3 separate regions of the Mus musculus genome follow, and all the other regions are linked to region 3. Evidence: chromatin contacts called from public Hi-C data. All regions are on one chromosome and are shown on one strand. Each heading gives the region's core, a stretch centred on a gene start, on an enhancer-like site or on the middle of the called end of the contact. The rest is flanking DNA. Distances are from core to core; before and after follow the strand shown.

Region 1 (3,237 bases), core at 160-2,659, 160 kb before region 3:
TTGTTGACCTCAAGCTGCCTCATCACTTTGTGATACCTGGACAGGGCACTGGTTCCCAAAAGTACACAGGACTGACAACCTGAGCCAAGAAGGCAGACATGTTTCTAAGAGAGTGGGCTTAAATCAGGGAGAACCGTTCTTCTGCTTCCGAGTCACGCAACCATGGACAACTCAACTCCTTTGACCCTTAGGTTTAGAGTCTTTAAAATGGCATGTTTATATACCTGCCTTATAGGGAAGAGTTAAATGATGCTTGTAATGCATGAAGCATGGGCCCCCAGAAAGAACAACAACTCGTCTTACTTATTACATTATATACTCCGTGAGCTTGTACCTGGGGAGGGAGAAGAGGAAGATAGATGTCCTTGTATCCTCAACTTTTCCTTCTGCAAAAGGGGTTTTTCCTTTTTGCTTGTTTTTAGAGCTACTGGCACAGTTGAAAATGTACAAGTATAAGCAAATACAAAATAAAACTCAAGTCCCCACATCACTTCCTGCAAGCTCCTTGGGTGCTCCTCGTCTTGCCATTGCTTTCTCAACTAACCTCACTTTGGGAGAACTGTTCCCTTTGCTCTTCTCTCCTCTTTGGGAGAAATACTCTAGTGTATTCTATCTGAGCATGCTCCTTCAGCTCTCAGTTCAGCCGGTGTAAAGTCAGCTGGATGAATTCAACTTTCTCAGTCTCTGAGAGGGTCTCATTATTAAATGCCTCTGTAGCATTCAGACCTGAAGGCCACTTTGCATGGTATTCCATCACAAGTCCAACAAGGGATAACAGCTAGGACTTCCTGAGGGTTCAATTAGCTGAAACATCTTCCAAAAGAAAGTGAGAAAAAGACCATCGCAAAACCAAATGCAGCGTCCTACCTCGAAAAACTAAAACAAGAGATGGTCAATCTTCAGAAATGTATGTCAGCAATATAACTTACAACTCATGGTCCAGAAGTGACCTGTGTGACCAGAGGGATGAGACCCTTGGCCAATGAGACCAAACGGATCAGTGTTCTTGTTTGTCTGAGGTGGCAAAGGAAAGTCAGACAGATCTTTGGAGAACAAAGAGAGGAATTTAGACCCTTACTGAAAAATCCAGCTCTAAATTACTCCTTAGTTTATGGCTTTGAATCTTACCCCAAGTCACCCTTGAAATACTTGGGAGGTCAGCTGGGGAGAAAGACATACAAAAGTTTTGAAAAAAAAGAACAACTAGGATCCATAACTCTGATCTTGTCCTGTGATAAGCTCATGTTCCAGGGCATGGGCTATAGTTCTTTCCAAAGTCTGCAGTTCTGAACTAAACACGGTCAGATAATTGCTTGGCTAGTAACCCACACCAAATCCCCACACTCCACAGTGATTCATTCTAAAAATCTCGCTCAGAAACAAGCCCCAGCTCGGAGCACGGTGGGGGAGGGCCTTCCACACTGACTCTCTTAGATGGAGAGAAGGGGATGCTTCCCAGCTGCTCGCCACTGGGCAGAACCTCGGGGTGAGCTCATATTTGGAAACAGGAGATGAACGGATAGCAAAGATTAATGAGGTTCTGGAACAGCAAGTTTAAACAGTTGTGCTCGTGAACCCGATGTGATTACAAACCAAGCAAAACTAGGAGACTATGTGGCTGGCTTACTCTTCTGTATTGGGCCACCCTAAAACAGCTGCATCTTGCTGCTTTCCTGGCTATCCCCGGACAGTGATGGTTTACAAGCTCAAGTCTCAGTTTAGATACTTCTTCCCCCCACCCCCCAAATCGGTATTTACTTGTCAATTTTGATATTATAATATAATTATGTTTCTTCCTTCCCTCTCCTTGCACCAAACTCTAACATACACTCCTCTCCACTCTTTCTTCAAATTCATGGCCTCTTCTTAGAAGGAAGAGAGAGAGGAGGAGACATTCAATGAGATATCCAGGGCTGAAGGAGGACATGTTGTCCTGTCGTTTAAAAATCTTCTAATCTCTTCTTTCCCTGAAATTACTTAGTAATGGCATATATCTGACATGATCCAATTTGTAAGATACTGCCTCAATGGAACTTTGCCAATACAGCTTAATCCTAGCAAGGTAGAGAAACTTGAGTCTGGAACAGCAGCAATGAGCAACCTGGAGCTTTGTGACGCAAGGGACTCAGCCTGAGCACTAGAGCTTAGAGCTTGAAAGGCAGCATAAAATGTTCATACTGGCTTTTTTCTTTTAAACAGTGTGTTCTCCATTGCCCATGACTCCCACTATAAAATGTGGCAAAACAACTGCCCATTTGGGGTTGTAGAGATGGCTCAGTGGTTAAAAACACTTACTGCTATTGCAGAGGACCAAAGTTCAGTTCCTGGAGTCCACATTAGCAAGCCAACAATTGCCTATATCTCCAGTCCTAGAGGACTGCATAAACATGTATATATATAAGCTCACACAAACCCAAACATATATATATATATATATAGTAGCTTTGCAAATGGTCTATATTTGCTTGTACATCTACTGGGCAAAAAACAAAACAAAGCAAAACCCTTTTGTAATGGAAACTTGCTAAGAGAACTTAGGTTAAACTATGGTACAAAATATGTTTTGATCTCAACAACCAATAGTTTAAGATCCAATTCAAAATGGAAGAAGACCACAGAAGAGGCTCATTCTTCAGGCTGAGTTATATGCAAGGTCAAAAGAACTAGTCTAATTTGGAAAACCAAGCCAGGTATAGCCTCAAACCACCCTTAAAAGTCAAGAGAGAATTAATCACCAAATGATGGTACCAAGGTTCTGTTAGGGCCACTTCCGAGAGAGTAACAAAACTCCCCCCCCCCCCCCAGGCTATGGCAAACAGAAAAGAGCCTTGCCCCACCTGTATTCTTGCAAAGACACAGTGCCTTTCTAGGATGCTCTACAGGCAAGAATGACCATGAACCTCCACACGCCTCGATCAGTTTGTGCTGTCAGTGCTTACTTCTGTTTGGGCCTGGAATAAATAGAAAGATGTAGGCATTCAATGGACAGTTGGCAATATTGAGATTTACTGTCACTCAGCACCAGAAGCAACATTTTACAAACACCATTCTCTGGGACCAAAACACAAGATGGGTCAGGACTATGGCTCCAGCCAAAGACTCTAGAGCAGGGTTTTCCAACCTATGGGTCCAGACGTCTTTGGGAGTTGAATATCAGACATCCTGCATCTCAGATGTTTACATTACAATTCATAACAGTTGCAAAAATTACAGTTGTTAAGCGGTAGCAAAATAATT
Region 2 (3,507 bases), core at 504-3,003, 130 kb before region 3:
ACACTAAGCAAACCCAGGGGCCGCTCCTGAGGCCTCTGCTCCAAGCAAGGAAGAACAGCAGGCAGCAGGTACCATGATGTTCCAGCAGCAACTTCCACGTGAGAAGATGTTGCTCCTCAAAGTAGCTAGCCACCCTGAAATGTCTGTGGGGTTAACATAGTACATCTATCTTTTTTATTCCATAGTGGGATTTGGGTTTGTCATGTTCAACTTCTTATTTATGAGACTCTGATTAAAGAATTCCATTAACCTCACCATCATTCATTTACTCTGTGGGTTCCCAGACAGTGGTGACCAGGGTTGGGAACCAGGTAGAGGCAATGTCCCTGGGTTACCAGAAGTAGTGCACGCTAGGGTCTCCTTTCTCTCTGAATCCATCAGTAAATGACTCTCAACAGAATCAGGTTTCCTTGTCACGTCTCTCAAAGAAATTTTATTTTGTTATCTAGAAAATTTTCTTAAAAGAAACATCTCCATTTTTAAAGCAACCAGATCCAAGACACAGCTCTATGCGCTCATCCAATGGAATCCATTCCCTCCCTCGACTCTCTCCACATACCAGAGGGCCAGCCTCTCCTGGGATCATCGTTTACTTCAACATCTTAGTATAAGTCTTTAAAACCACTTCTGAATCCTAACATGCCAGCTGTTTATCTACTCTCTTTAAGCTCCATCTTGGAGTCAGAAACCTAAATGCCCTTCACGAGACAGCTTGCTTTGTGCAGAGTGTCGGCTGGAAAAGTTACAATCAGCAGGAAACGAAAACAACCAGTGTGGCTTTTGGTTTTATCCATTTGGGTGACATTTTGGAAATGGAGCACTGAGGCCAAACCAAATCCCAGATTTCATTCTGACCAAAAATCCAAAAGGACAAACTTCATGAGGAACATTGAAAGCTCAGTTGTCCCCGGCTACAGCTGAAGGAGAAGCTTGGATTAAAACTGGCAGCGATTTACTTCCTACAAACATGCTTTGTTCCTGGCTAACTTGTCAGCTCATAAGGAAAAAGAAAGAAAGAAAGAAAGAAAGAAAGAAAGAAAGAAAGGAAGGAAGGAAGGAAGGAAGGAAGGAAGGAAGGAAGGAAGGAAGGAAGGAAGGAAGGAAGGAAAGAAAGAAAGAAAGAAAGAAAGAAAGAAAGAAAGAAAGAAAGAAAGAAAGAAAGAAAGAGAAAGAAGAGAAAAAGGAAAAAGCCCGTCTCTGCCGTCTCTGTTCAAGCAGCTGTCTGATTCACCACGCTGAATCCTTTCATGGCTGTCAGTACAAATGTGTTACAGAGAATTGATCCAAGACCTTTGCCTGAAAACCCTGGCACAGAGCACGAGCCTCTCCGATTTCCTACCGTGTCTTTCTCCTAATTCGATGACTTGCATTTTCAGGAAATGGCTATAGAAAATGTCATGTTTATCACGGAATTCCCTTCATTATTCTGCTTCCCAGAACCCTGGGGGTGGGGGTGGGGACAGAGCAGACCCACAGGCACAATAGAGGTGCTCTCTTCAGTTTCCAGTTTTCCTTCTCTATTTCGCCTTGAGCATCTTCTGGGCTAATTTGATATCTTTAAACTTGAAGTATTTGCTGAGTGAGTTGAGCAAGGTTCAGTGGCCACCCTGAGTTGAGTTGCTGGAGAGAGCTCAAATCAAAATAACAGCAAATCACTTTGTAACTACAAAGCTGCCTGCCGGTGAGTACACCCGGTATCATTCCCGAGAAGCTAGTAAATAAGTTGCCGATGTAGTGGAGACGCCTTGTTATTTCCGGGATTGTTCAGAGAGCCATGGATTCACCATGGAAAGTAGTGTAATGGCACCCTGCAGACTGGGCAGTGTGCAGCAGACAGACACTTTACTGACATCCACGTTCCACTTCTCACCTGGAATACCGCATTTCTCGTCCCCCACTCCGTACGTCTTTCCTGAGAAGTAGTATCCACCCAAACTGCTCTTAGAAACTGCAGTGTGAATCTGCAGTGTGAAACTGCAGTATCTCTGCCCTCCTAGAAAGGAGATTGTGGAAGTTCTGAACAAGTAGACATGATTCTCAGTTCTGACATATATTCCCCCAAATGACCTGGCATTTGTCACTGTGTCAATCACCAGTTCTGAGCTTCCTTTCCTAGGCTACCAGACTAGGGCTGGGATACCCTCCTCACAATTGGGAGATTTTCAGGGACCCTTCCCACCCGAGTTCTTCTTGGTGCAAAGTGAGATCAGTGAATAGCGAAACACAGCATTTGTTTAATCCAGGAGCATCCAACCTACAGCCCAAGGGCTTCATGTGGCCACACAGGACAAAGGACAGACATAGATGCAGCCCAAGGCAAAAGTATAAACTTACACAAAATGTTGGGAGATTTTTTTGTTCTTGTTGTAACTTTATTGCACAGTTCAGAAGCAAGAACTTTGTAGGTGGTGCCGTCATGCTATAGTGTAAAAAGATGGAAATGCCTACAACGTTAGACTATTGGATCAAAGTCTTAGATATCACTCCTGACATAGAAAAGTGTAGAAAAAATATCTCAGAGAGGACACACACAGACACACACATGCACACGCATGCACACATACATATACACGCATACACACACATGCACACACACATACATACACACACATGCACACACACATGCACACATACACACACATACACATACATGCACACACACACACACACACACATGCACACACACACACTCAAATCAGTACTGGCACATACAGAATAGTAAGCATGGTTCTATAGCTGTTACAGATCAAATACAATCTTCTCAGAAGTCCTGTATGAAATCTCTTTTTGTTTGTTTGTTTTTGTTTTGTTTTGTTTTTTCAAGACAGGGTTTCTCTGTAGCCCTAGCTGTCCTGGAACTCACTTTGTACACCAGGCTGGCATTGAGCTCAGAAATCCGCCTGCCTCTGCCTCTGCCTCTGCCTCCCAAGTGCTGGGATTAAAGGCGTGCGCCACCACGCCCGGCTGAACTCTCATTTTCTAGTGCCTCAGATCATGATTGTATTTGAAAAATCCTTAAAGAGGTAATGAAGGTTAAACAAAGTCATTATGATGGGCCCAAATTCAACATCACTGGAGTCTTTATACAAAGAGACCAGAACACCTACTTAGAGTAAAGACAGACATATATCTATTGTTAATCCTGAGATTCTCATGAGAAGAGCCAGTTTCACCATCTGGACCCATCTGAAACAAACTTTAATTAAATATTGACCAGGATGGGTGTTGGTCAAGACTACTCCCTGGAATTTCTAGCTGAGTAGCCCTGAGACACATTTTACAGGGATTTATAAAGGCAAACCAATAGTCTGCCATATTTTCCCATGAGGATTTGATATTTTCCAAGAACTACAACCCCCAGCATTCTAGAAGTTACCTGGTCCTTCAGTGGGTTAACTTTGGATCTTACACTGTATACTAAGGCAAAGGGCCTCAGAGGAAACCAACCCAGCTGACACTGGTATCTTGGATTTGCAGCATCCAAATTCAAGAAAAAGTTTCTATTTT
Region 3 (3,289 bases), core at 131-2,630:
GGCCGAGCAAAGGAACAAAGGCCAGTCAGACAGAGTGAGTGGTGAGTGAACGGGAACCCCAGGACAAATGAAATTCCCGAAGTGCAGGATAAGCTATGAGGGTCCAGAAGGCTTCGTGGAGACTGCAGGAAGTAGAATTATTTCAGAACAAGTGTGGTATGGTTTGACTGGTTAGTGCCTCCCAGAGTCATTTTCTATGCATGCTCTACCACTACGGAGCAACACTCTCAGGATCCGGTATCCGACTATAGCAACAGAAACAGCCAAAGCAAAAACAAACCTAAACTTTGTTGGAATCCATGGACTCTCACTAAGTCTGAGATGTTACCCAGACCATCGGTCTCGCTCCCATGACTAACTGCATGCAATCAAACTTTCTGTATCTAGTACCCAGTAAATGTCCTCAGGACTATAGCTAATGACCTTGTCATTTCTCTCGTAATGTAGACATAATTATATCAGTTGAACCTTTCATACTGAGCTAATTTTAGACTTATGTGAGTCACACACACACACAAAATGCTAATGTCCTTCTGTCTCTCACCTTGCTTCCCCTGAGGTACATAGCCCAGCACAGTCATCAGAGGCAGGGACTTAATATCTGCACATCACCATGGACGACAAAGCAGATCTTCAGAAGTCACAGTTTTCTACAGACGTCCTCTGTCCCACCTAGGATCCCATATTGTGTTTATAGGACCCTTAATCTCCTCCTGTGTATGTGTCCTTAGTGTCCCTGCTTAACACTTGAATAGCACTGTTATTATCAGATGTTCCCCAGGTGAGGTGCGCCTGTTTCCCCATGGCTAGAACTAGCATGTGTTGGGGGAGACGCACAGCAGAGATACACACTTCTCTGTGTTACACTGGCTCCATTTTCATTTTTCTTTCTTCTTTTTCTTTATGGGGGCAGGGGGGTGGGATGCAGGGCTGAGTGTTGTTGAAACAAGGTTTCTCTGTGCAACCAACCCTGCCTGGGATTAAAGGCACCACCTGGAAGTTCTAGTTTCAAGATGAAGATTCTAAGTTCCTCCGAAGCAAGCAACAGCAACACTGGCGTGAGCAATCAAACCTGCCTTTCATGGCCGTTCGCTGCCTTTGCACTGGAGCGGGACAAGAAAGCATTTAAAATGGTATTCTGTGGCAGCCGGCGTGGGAGGCCACGCAATGTCAAACAGACAAGTTGGGGCTCTCTTCTGTGGGAATCGGGTCATTAGTTAAAAGATGTAGAGCCAGGGATTAAGAATTCAAAAAGCAATGTTTGGAGGTGATTAACCTGGCCACCAACTTAAAAACGGGCTGGAAAAGGGAAGGGCTGGGGTAGAGGAAACCAGTCAGACTCTAATGAGACAGAGTAAAGATGAGGTAATGGGGGCCAGGTTTCCTCCGGGTGTGGCCAAGGGAGCAGCCACACGGAAACCAACAGTAGGTAGGGTCTGTCTGTCTCTCTGTCTATGTGGGCAGGTATCATTCTGTCTGTCTGTCTCTCTCTGTGTAGTGTATGCCTGTCTGTGTCTGTCTGTGTCTGTCTGTGTGTCTTGTCTGTCTGTCTGTCTGTCTGTCTGTGTATGGATGGATGGGTGTATTGGTTTTTTATTTGGTTTGGTTTTCTGTTTTTTTTTTGTTTTTTTTTTTTAAGGCTGAACATCTATGTAGCCATGGCTGTCGGAGTGAAACTCACTCTGTAGACCAGGCTGGCCTTGAACTCAGAAATCTGCCTGCCTCTACCTCCCAAGTGCTAGGATTAAAAGCATGCACCACCACCCCCTGGCACAACATTAAGCACAACATTAGGATTTTTTGAAAAGAAGATATTTGTGTTACACTAGACCTCCAATGACCCAGAATCTCTGCGGTCAGGTTCAAGTATTGATATTTTGAATATGTACCCTGTCTCACTCAGCATATTAATTAAGTGTAATCAGATCTTGGTGTCAGTGAGGCTACAGTGTAAGGTCTCATCTCAAGCACTCTAGTTCCGTATGTAAGATTACGTACGTAACGTTTGCACATAGCACACCCATAACTTCCAATATCCTTGAGATCAACCCTGCTCTCCTTGTGACTCATAGCACAGCACAGTGCCACCCTTGTGCTCTATTGTACTGGTTAGAAACAATGACGAGGGAAAAAAAATGTGTACATGGTCAGAACAGGAATTTTATCCCAAATATTCTCAAGCCACGGCTATTTGAACCAATTGATGCAGACATGGAATGTTGATATAACTACAAACAGAAGAAAACAGATGGTCCAGGAAGTCAAGAACTGGACCGTTTCTGTTAAGGACCTAATACTTTAATTTTTAATTTAATTTTAATAACTTGGCTCTGTAGTCTCTGTTGCCAAGAGAAGTTATATAATTTGGAGGTCCCAATGCAGAAAGAATCAATGGAAGGAAGAAGTGGAAATCTTTAGCCAAAATTACTAAAAATTTAAAGACAGGAGAACATTGTAGCAAGCATGGTCCTTTTGAAACTGCATCTGCGGACCTGCACAGATCATGCTGGGTAGCCAGGCCTGTTGGCTTCACCTGACTGGCTGGCTCTGCCACGATAGTGCAGAAATAGCCATAGACAAGAAAATGGATAAGTAGGTTGTGGGCGGGTTCAAGCCTGGACTGTTGTGTGCCAATCCCTCAGGTCGACCATCTGTTAGCAATGTGGGCGTGTTCCTTACTGTACAGAAAGAAGGGGAGGCTAATATGTAACAGAAGGAGGGGGAGGCTCTACAAAACCAGCTTGTCATCTCCCAGATAAACCCAACTCACTATCTAGCTAAAGAAATCTTTAAATAAAAATTCTGGGGGTGTTATTGTTGTTGTCTATAAGACAGGGTCTTATGTAGCTCAAGCTGGCCTCAGATTTGTTATGTAGCCAAGAATGACCTTGAATTCCCGATCCCCCTGCCTCCGCACTCCAAGTGCTAAGAATGCATGTGTGCACTACCATGCCTGGGCTATAAAATTGATATCCATACTTAGTGCAAGCAAATGGCTGGGCGGTATTGAAGGGAGACAGAAACAGGGGCATTAGACATCAAAGGAACCTCCCACACCTGCGAAAGTCTCGCTCCCGAGTCATCAGCTGCAAAACACAACCTAGCTAAAAATCTACTTCAAAGAAATCTTAGCCTACCAAATTCCATGGGATCATATGAAAAGTAAAGACAGTTTGGGGTGTTTGGGAGATGAAGCAGCATCCAGCTAGCCATATCAGTTAGCTTTCCCCTCAGCAATACCCGTCCCATGCAGTGTCTTCTCCCGTGTCTGACGTCGCTGTCATTGTCT

The links. A called contact is a pair of places that touch in the nucleus more often than the background predicts.
Region 1: a Hi-C map of nephron progenitors shows a contact between it and region 3, with 2.0 times the contacts expected there. The contact joins two enhancer-like sites. A contact is called at or near these places in 10 of 484 Hi-C or Micro-C datasets (the C2C12 cell line, the MC3T3-E1 cell line, the N1E-115 cell line and 5 more) and 12 of 115 datasets of contacts at active chromatin or transcription factors (embryonic basal ganglia, embryonic hindbrain, embryonic limb bud and 7 more).
Region 2: a contact with region 3 is called in a Hi-C map of nephron progenitors, with 1.9 times the contacts expected there. The contact joins two enhancer-like sites. A contact is called at or near these places in 3 of 15 datasets of contacts at CTCF or cohesin (CD8 T cells, the G1E-ER4 cell line and pro-B cells), 30 of 484 Hi-C or Micro-C datasets (the G1E-ER4 cell line, the NIH/3T3 cell line, Sertoli cells and 17 more) and 10 of 115 datasets of contacts at active chromatin or transcription factors (embryonic basal ganglia, embryonic hindbrain, embryonic limb bud and 6 more).

Annotation. Positions count from the first base shown.
Region 1 is chr10:111,688,048-111,691,284 of GRCm38.p6, reverse strand. It overlaps Gm30624 (a long non-coding RNA gene), which reads right to left. Exons shown (of 6, transcript XR_001779641.2): 2 at 2,838-2,951. Among named protein-coding and RNA genes, the nearest start is that of Gm30624, 4.6 kb to the right of the region's middle. Within about 2 kb of position 1,409, at least 34 of the 459 cell types and tissues checked have an H3K27ac peak or open chromatin away from gene starts, as enhancers often do. A contact at or near this core is called in nephron progenitors, where this site is marked.
Region 2 is chr10:111,656,892-111,660,398 of GRCm38.p6, reverse strand. No RefSeq gene overlaps it. Among named protein-coding and RNA genes, the nearest start is that of Gm40763, 22 kb to the right of the region's middle. Within about 2 kb of position 1,753, at least 26 of the 459 cell types and tissues checked have an H3K27ac peak or open chromatin away from gene starts, as enhancers often do. A contact at or near this core is called in nephron progenitors, where this site is marked.
Region 3 is chr10:111,526,567-111,529,855 of GRCm38.p6, reverse strand. No RefSeq gene overlaps it. Among named protein-coding and RNA genes, the nearest start is that of Phlda1, 22 kb to the right of the region's middle. Within about 2 kb of position 1,380, at least 35 of the 459 cell types and tissues checked have an H3K27ac peak or open chromatin away from gene starts, as enhancers often do. A contact at or near this core is called in nephron progenitors, where this site is marked.